Regions from separate parts of the Mus musculus genome. Here region 2 is linked to region 1. A link is a contact called in public HiChIP or PLAC-seq data. All regions are on one chromosome and are shown on one strand. Each heading gives the region's core, a stretch centred on a gene start, on an enhancer-like site or on the middle of the called end of the contact. The rest is flanking DNA. Distances are from core to core; before and after follow the strand shown. Region 1 has its middle 35 kb from the start of Socs3. Region 2 overlaps Dnah17 (dynein, axonemal, heavy chain 17).

Region 1 (4,185 bases), core at 1,151-3,650:
CCAGAAAGGGCAGTTGTTAGTAAAGTCCTCCTTGTGATTGAGAGGCTTATGGACACAAAGTAACCCAGGAGGCCTTATCCAAAGAGAAACGTAAAGAAACAAAAAGGCCAGTCAGTCAGTCAGTCAACACACATTAACTGTCAGCCGACTCTGTGCCAGATACTCTTGCAGGCTTTGGACAGACAAGAAGTTCACTCAGCAGCCTAGGAGCCTTCAAAGCCCTGTGTGTCACCCTCAGGAGTAGGTACCAAACATCTGTGGAGCACTGGGGTCACCTTCAGGCCAAGGATAAGGGGCCTCTTGGGATGAGGGAGGCCCAGCCCAGGACAAGGCTCAGGCCCAGAGCCAGGGGGCCACCCTGAGGTGTGGTGGCCCCTGGGCAAAGAGTGACTCAGGCTCCGCCCAGCCTCCCTAACTGGGCCTGGGTTTGGTTTGTTTAAGAACAAATTAGTCACAGCAGGCAGCTTTCCCGAAAATAAAATGAGAGTCCCCAGGAAGCAGGGAAGATTGGAGGCAGGCGAGTGAGTCAGCACGTGCTCCCCCAAGGGCTCCACTTTCCAAATATGAGACCTCCTCCCTCCTCCCTCCTGCTCCTCCTCCTCCCCAACCTGTTCCTCTGCAGCCTCTATCTCTCTTTTTCCGCCTCCTCTCCTGTCTCCCTCCACATCCCCTTCCCACCAGTTGGGCTCAGTCCTCAGGAGCACTCACTGTCCCTGTCCCTGTCCCTGTCCCTTCCTGGTCTCTCCTTCTCCTCCGTCCACCGCCCCCTCCCCCGCCCAGGCATTGGCTGCAAGAGGAAAGCAGGGAAGGCCTGGCCCTCCTCTTAGGACCCCTCCACCACTGGGAAGGAAGCCTTCAGGGTGCTGCCATATTGCAGACAGTGATGGTCATTACCTGGGAATAGGCGGGGGTGGGGGGTCACAGAAAGAGGGACCCTTAAAGACTCGGTGGGGCTGCAGGCCCCCTTCCTGGGCCTCCACTGGCCTGTGAAATCAGTCCTCTCTGAACTCTTTGATTTCTGCTGCCTAGGGAAGTCTTATGGGAACTGGGACTGGGGGCCAGTTTGGATTCAAAGAATGGGCTCTGGCCTAGCCTCTCTCCCTGCTTCTCTGGCAGCCTGTGAGAGAAGGTTTCACCCCATGGGAGGGAGCCAGCTCTCAGTTTGGAGGAGACTCTGGTCACATACCTTCACAGCCCAAACTCAGAGGGTCAGCAGCAAAGGTTCCTGACTGCAGGAAGGAGCCAGGCTTAGGAATGGCCCTTGATAAGTCACTGAGGACCTAGGACAGCTTTCCTACAGGATTCTAGAGTCTTCCTCCAGCCCCCTTTCAGCAGGTGAGAGCAATGCTCTCTCATTGCCCCTGGGAACTTCCGCCCCCCCCCCGCACCCCCGCACCCCTCTCCCCCGGGACCATCACTTCTAAGACTACCCCCAGGAGTCAGAGCAAGCAGCCCCAGGCCTAGGTCACTCGACTGGGCCGGGGTCCCTTGCCTCTCCCGTCTCTGTTCAGTCTCTGCTTGCATTTCTCAATGAATAATTTAGCTGTTTGAGTTACAGTAAAGAGCAGTACAGCTTCCCTCCCCAAATCGTTAAGAACTGATATGTTCGGCGTCTTGATTCCTTCTGAGGAAGAAAGTCCCTTTCCTAGCAAAACTGAGCCTTAACCAATATCTGTGACAGTAATAGGCTATTGATATAAATATATCATATATGTGTGTGTGTGTGTGTGTGTGTGTGTGTGTATGTGTGTGTGTGTGTGTGCTCTAAAAATTGACTGTAGTGTCAGCCACTGGTTCTTGGGAACAGGAAAGAATAACAGACCTGACTCTGGGTGTGGGTGCTGCTGCCATAGAGAGAAAAAGAGCTACATAAAGTGTGGAATGGAGTGGATGTTGTGTGCACATGTGTGTGTGTGTGCATGCATGTTCATGTGTGTTCACATGTATGCGCATGTGTGTGTACTTGAGTATTCATGTCCTATATAGATGTGTAATTCATGAGGGTATGTATAAGCATGTATGCCTGTGGGGGGTGCACACCTAGCTGTGTGTTACATGAGGCTGCACATGTGTGTACATACGGCACGTGTAGCTGGTGGTTTGTATCATGCTTGTGCCTGAGCTGTGCAGCTGGAAGGAACAGGCTGGGACACTGGGAGCTCCACAGTGCAGAGGGACAGTCCTTTCACATCTTCAGAGCTGGAAAAGTTGGGGTGTGGAATCTGGGTGAGGCTGGGCTTGGGCCTCCCAGTCAGGTGACTTGCAGTCAGGGAGGGGAGAGGCTCTGGGAAGTTCAGAGAGAGGGAGGGACTGAGGCGAAGGGCCAGGGTGGGGACCTGGGCTGGGAGTCTCTCTGAAGAGTGAGGCAACATCCAGGGGCTGGAGTTCTGGAGCAGAGAGCCAAGGAGATTGAGAGGTGTGGCTCAGAGGGTGGGTGGAGTCTGGTGGGTGTGTGAGAGCAGGGGTGGGGCTTCCCAGCACTGCTGTGGCAGGTGCTACCCTTGTGATGGTGGTAAAGAGAAAAGGACAGTGTTCCAGAGTGGAAGCCGCTGGAACTTGGCTTCCTGAAAGCTCCCTTGAGTGACTGGAGCAGGCAGCTCTCTGGCTGGGAGTGGGTTGGGTCTGAGTGTCCTGACTAGACTGACCCAGAGCCACTGAACCTGTCCCTGGGCCTGATCTGCTGACCCATGCCTAAGCAAGACAACCAACCTCCACAGGGGGCTCTTCCATCTCTGCCCATCCTCCCAACAGGACCCAGCAGCTTGAATTCACACTCCAGGCTGCAGGGTGGGCCTGAGATGGGCCTCACACCTCTCCCCCTGTTCCCATCAGTATCCGGTCTGTGTTTTCAGGCTGAGGCAATCTTCAGGTGCCTGTGCAGAATGCCCTGCCCTTGTGTAAGCTACCAAGCACCAGCCACTTGCAGGATCTTTCTCTCTTCAGAAGACTTCTTCCAACTTCCATCTCCGTGGAGAGTATTCTGGGTCTTTCAGTGTGCTGAATGCATAGACTGCTGAGGGGTGTCTCTGCAGTAGGCTGGGTGGATGCTTCCATAATCCAGCTTCTTACAGATGCTCTGAGAATCATAGATGAATCTTCTCCCTCTCCTCAGGATAATGTGGCAACCAGCTCTGACCCCAGCACCTTGCAGCCAGATGTGGGTCTGCTGCAGGGGCCTGGGAGCCACATCCCATCTCTCTTGTGCTGTTAGCCCCACATCCCACCTCTTGTGCTGTTAGCCACATCTGTTGCTCTGACCTCTGCTGTGCTCAGTGAGAGGGGAGGAAGGGTCCGGGTCTGAGGCAGCTGGGGAATTCGGCTTTGGAATCCGGACAGCAACCCCCAGGAAACTGCACCATGGTGTCTTGGCTCCTGAGGAGACAGGAAAGATGATCATGTTCCTCAGAAGAGAGGAGAGAGCTCCCAGTTTCCCCGGACAGGATGGGAAATAGCCTGGTTTCCAAGCTTGGAGCCTCACAGGGCTCCTTGCTTCCTGGGATATGCATGCAGGGACTTGTCTGTCTCTTTCTTTTCTTGCTGTCGTTCCTTCTGGCCCAGAGAGGTTTGTGCAGGGAGATTTGGCTGGTGGCAACCCTCAACATCTATTTCCTTGGTGGGAATGACGAAGCATCCTATGCCTCAAAAGGCCACCCTACCGCCTCATATCTCTCTGCTCTGTCCTGTGGCAGTGCAGTGGGCTTTGGGCAAGGAAGTGGCTTTTTTGCTCTTGGCCCAGGACCTTTGACTATGCTTCCGCTAGGCCGGGGGCCAGCAGGCTTTTCCTGAAAAGGAGTATGTGGTGAATACTTTAGCCTTTGGTCCTGGAGTGAGAGACAGCTCAGATCCCTGAGGGACTACGCCAGTAAACTCTGGACGCTGAAGCTTGAATCTCACGCAATAGTGGTCGCCTGTTGTGAAACAGCCTTCTTTTGATTTGCTTTTCAGCCACTTAAAAATGCAAAAACCAGACTGGGAACAGAGTTTAGCAGGTAGCGTGCTTCCCTGACATGGACAGAGCACTGTCTTCGGTTCCTGACACTGCATGAACCAGACGTGACAGCATATACTGTAATACCAGCCTTTGGGAGATAGGCAGGAGGCCATCGTCAGCTACACAGTGAGCTCAAAGTTGCCTAAGTTACTTAAGACCCTGATACACTGGCACACACGAACACGCACGTGCAC
Region 2 (4,185 bases), core at 736-3,235, 100 kb after region 1:
ACACCAGCTAGTTGGGGACGCTTAGCACCCTGCACCCCTCACCTTGGAGTTGGCTTCCAGGTAATTGTAGAGCACATTGATGGAGATGGTGAGGTCCCCATTGTTGAAGGGGTATGATCGATTCCAGCCCTGGGCGCCAAACTTGCGCCTCTCGGCTACTACAGCGTGGAAGTAGCACAGGGCGAAGAGGATGCACTTGAACTCGATCTCCTTGGTGCACATCTCCAGGGTGTCCTGTGGGGGTCAAGCATGCAGTGTTCACCACTACCCTATGTACCCAGGAGGGTAGCCTCCACCTTCTCTCTCCTCTCTCCTTCTCGTGTGACAGTGGTGTGCTCTTTAAGAGCAGATTGAATGGTCTGTGGTAGATTCATAGTTCATGTATTATGTGAGGTATGGAAGTTCCATGTTTCTCAGATGCCGTCCTGTCTAGGTAGATGTGTGTGGTAAGGACACAGGATTCCAAAGCCTCAGGCATAGGCTGCAGCCTGAAGAAGCAGTGTGTGCCCACAGGTTATGGCGGAGGCTGATGAGAGCAAGGGGGCTGGCAGGGACAGTGGCCATGGGGATGACAAGGTGGGAGGGCTGTAAAGCTGACTTGGGGACTGAGAGGCAAGGTCAGGGAGCTCTGTGTGGAGGTAGAAACCCAGCCAAGCAGGCCTGGTGCTCCCTGAAGCTCTAGGGTACTGGGCAAGCCCCTGCACCCACCTTCCTCTATGGAGGGAACAAGAAGCCATCGCGGGAGAAGGGCCTGATCACATGACTGCCTTGTTCAGGGTGGTATCAGAGGACGTGGTTATGGAGCTGGAGGGTGGGGACAGCATCACCACCTGTCTGTCATCCATTGTCCCTAGCAGCAAGCTTTGGTGGCCCAAGTAAGCTTCATACCTCCGGGGTGGAGGGGCGGTGTCAGGGAGTGCTGTGACCCAGGATGGTACAGGGCTTCCACAGTAATGACAGGCACCCCTGCCAACTGACAGGGCAGTGATGCTGGCAAGAGGTAGGTGAGTTTGCCCTTTCAGGGACATATTCTGATGTGACATTAGTGTGCTGGTATGCTCGTGTGGGTGGGAAGCCAGCATGGAGGAGTCTCTGGGACTCAAGAGGGACATCTCAGCTTGCTGGGCCTGTGTCTCCTTTGCCTGGCCACGCGTGGGTGGACCCACCCAGTGTCACCCTCCCTACCTGCGTGAAAAGATCCAGCGCCTTGTGCAGGTTGGCATACATGCCCGTGGGAGGCTCATTGGTGATTTTGATGGCATTTTCCAGGATGCCCTGGGGGATGATGTGCGTCTCAGCCGTGGGAGCAGGCTCAGCACTGATGAACACTCGGTAGTCCTCATGGCTGCCCGAGCTGTAGCGTTCTACCTTCTTGTCCAGGATACCCAGCCATCTCGCCACCAGGTGAATGTTCTGTGGCAAGGAGCCCTGCCTCAGGCCTGAGTGGACCCCACAGGGCCAACCCTGTCAACCCTAACTGGTGTGGAGTGTTCCTGGTAACAGCCTTAGGATCCACCTTGTTTGCTTCCCCCCCCCCCCAGGCTCAAAGCATAGACAGCGTGGTCCCCAGCACCCTTTTAGGAGCTGTAAGGGGGTATGGAGGGGCTCTGTGCTGGGGAGCCGTAGAGTGGTGCCCCAGCAATGGGAGGTTCTATCCCATCCCCAGGGACGTGACCATGATGGCAGAAGAGCCCTCACCTGCAGAATGACCCAGTGTCCCTTTTCGGCAGCCACATCCAGCGCGTTCTCAGCTACCACCTCTTGTCCTTGCCCCAGGGACACGTTGTGGAGTTTCCCATTGTCTATGGTAAATCCCAGTTTTTTCCCTAAAAAGAGGGAAAACAGGAAAAGTACAGGGGTGATTCAGAACCGTGGTTCGGGCACTGCATTCCACAACCGGGAACACTGCACGCCTCCCATCTTGTTTATTGTGGGGTGGAAACACATATCCCGTAACACGACCATGCTTCGGCCATCTGGAAAGGTGTGGCCCAGGGACATTCGGGAAACTGGCCCTGCTGTGCAGCTGTCTCTCTGGTACCACCATCACCACCCCCAGAATGTGTCAACGCCTTGTGACCTTGAACTCCCTCTCTGCTCCCCTTGCCTGGCAGTGCTGTCTGCTTTCCGCCCCTGTGCGTCAGCCCATTACAGGCATTTCATGGAAATGGGGCTGCCCTCGCTGAGACCCTCACCCCTCGCTGAGACCCTCACCACTGTGTTTTTGTGAGCTCTGAGCTCTCCACTTTGGTCAGGGAAGAAGCTTGGACTGGGCCGATGGGGTAACAGCCCATAACAAGCTCTGGCTCTAGCGGCTTAAGCTTTTTTTTTTTCCTTCAGATTTATGATGGGTAATGTTCATTGCCAGCATGACCAGGTATAGCTTCACCATGGAAAACTCCGTTCTAGATAGGTCCATGAGGGTTTTTCAAAAAAGAAGGTGGGGGGGCACCTCAGTGTGAGTGGGACTGCCCCTAGGCTCTGTTGTCCTAGCAAGGCTGAGAAACAAAGAGTGCTTCTCAGCCTGTGAGTTGCGTCCCTTTGGTCACAGAACCACCTTTCCACAGGGGTTACCTGAGACACAACGTTTCCATTACAATTCTCGGAAGTAGCAATGAAAATAATGTTTTACGGTTGGGTGTGGCCACAGCCTGAGGGGCTGTATTAAAAGGTCACAGAGTTAGCAAGGTTGAGAGCTGCTGAGCAAGGAGAACTGAGCTGAAGGCCCGCCCGCCTGTAGGTGTGGTGTGACCAGCCGCCCGATGTTCCCCTCAAACTGTACCCAGACAACCCTTTCCCAGGTTTCCTTTTGCAGTGTCTTGCCCCTGAGCTGTGATAAAAGTAACCTAGTCGGGGCTGTTTCTAGAAGGGAGGGAACAGGCAGGAAGATGTCTTAGTCAGGGTCTCTTGCTCTTTGTCACACCATGATGAAAAGCATCCTGGGGAGGAAAGGGTTTGTTTGGCTTCCGTCTCAGTCACAGTCCATCACGAAGGAAGTCACAAGAACCCGGAGGCGGAGGCTGTGGAAGGGTGCTGCATGCTGCTCTCCAGCTTGCTCACTTTGCTTTCTTACAGCAGCCAGACCGCCAGCTTAAGGTGGCACTGCCACAGTGGACTAGACACCCCCCACCCCCCCTGCCCTCTCAACCACCAACCAAGAAAATGCTACAACAGCTTATCCACGTGCTGGTCTGGTGGGGGCACTATCTATCTATCTATCTATCTATCTATCTATCTATCTATCTATCTATCTATCTATCTATCTATCTATCTATCTATCTATCTATCTATCTATCTATCTATCTAGTTTTTTGAGACAGGGTTTCTTTGTATAGCCCTGGCTGTCCTGGAACTCATTTTGTAGACCAGGCTGGCCTCAAACTCAGAAATCCACCTGCCTCTGCCTCCTGAGTGCTGGGATTAAAGGTGTGCGCCACCACTGGCTGGGGACACTTTCCCAATTGAGGTTCTCTCTTCCCAAATGACTTCAGCTTGTGTCAATTTGACATAAACGTAGCCAGCACAGAGGCTTGGTGGTGGACCTGACTATTAAGCCTTTAGGGACAGACCCAGCCTTGGACTGGAAGGTGCCGTGGTGGCTCTGAGTATGGCATGTCTTCCCCTCTACCCCGTCCCCCCGCACCCCCTTCCCACTGCCAGGCTTGTTTCTCCACCCCAGCATCCCCTTGCTAGTTGCTGGTTTTGACCTTGATCTCTAGGGAGTCCCGGGTCCCTCTGTGTGGTTTTGAATTGTCTTTCCATGGGGCCCATTTCTGCCTACCGAGGGCCTCCACGTCTTTGAGGGGGTCAACCCCGGGGGAAAGGATGAAGAAGATTGGTGTGGAAGGGCTGCTCTCTTTGTAGGACTTGGAGAACTCCACGCTCCGGCCTTCAACGAACTTACTGCCCATCTTCTCTTCCACAAAATTCCTGAGGGGAACACAGGCTCTGTGGGACCACAGGCAGCTGGGCCCTGCTTGGGCATATGTGGGTGACTTCAGCCCAGGTAGGTGGACCATTCTGGGTGGACTTCCTTGAGGGAAGTGGCATCTTGCCTTTCAAATTTTAACTAATTAATTACTGTTTTGAGAGGCGGTCTGGGGTAGTCTAGTAGCCTAGGCTGACTTGGTATTTGCCATGCAGCTATGAACCCCTCCTACCTCAGCTTTTCAAGTGATGGGATTT

The links. HiChIP or PLAC-seq counts read pairs in DNA pulled down with a chosen protein or histone mark.
Region 2: an H3K27ac HiChIP or PLAC-seq map of embryonic stem cells shows a contact between it and region 1, with 6 read pairs. The contact joins two enhancer-like sites. A contact is called at or near these places in 2 of 15 datasets of contacts at CTCF or cohesin (embryonic stem cells and pro-B cells), 11 of 484 Hi-C or Micro-C datasets (B cells, CD8 T cells, the P5424 cell line and 5 more) and 6 of 115 datasets of contacts at active chromatin or transcription factors (bone marrow-derived macrophages, embryonic stem cells, intestinal villus epithelium and 1 more).

What each region holds. Positions count from the first base shown.
Region 1 is chr11:117,931,996-117,936,180 of GRCm38.p6, forward strand. No RefSeq gene overlaps it. Among named protein-coding and RNA genes, the nearest start is that of Socs3, 35 kb to the right of the region's middle. Within about 2 kb of position 2,401, at least 119 of the 459 cell types and tissues checked have an H3K27ac peak or open chromatin away from gene starts, as enhancers often do. A contact at or near this core is called in embryonic stem cells, where this site is marked.
Region 2 is chr11:118,032,551-118,036,735 of GRCm38.p6, forward strand. Dnah17 (dynein, axonemal, heavy chain 17) reads right to left here. Exons shown (of 81, transcript NM_001167746.1): 72 at 3,782-3,930; 73 at 1,693-1,826; 74 at 1,186-1,428; 75 at 43-234. Among named protein-coding and RNA genes, the nearest start is that of Mir6933, 32 kb to the left of the region's middle. Within about 2 kb of position 1,986, at least 12 of the 459 cell types and tissues checked have an H3K27ac peak or open chromatin away from gene starts, as enhancers often do. A contact at or near this core is called in embryonic stem cells, where this site is marked.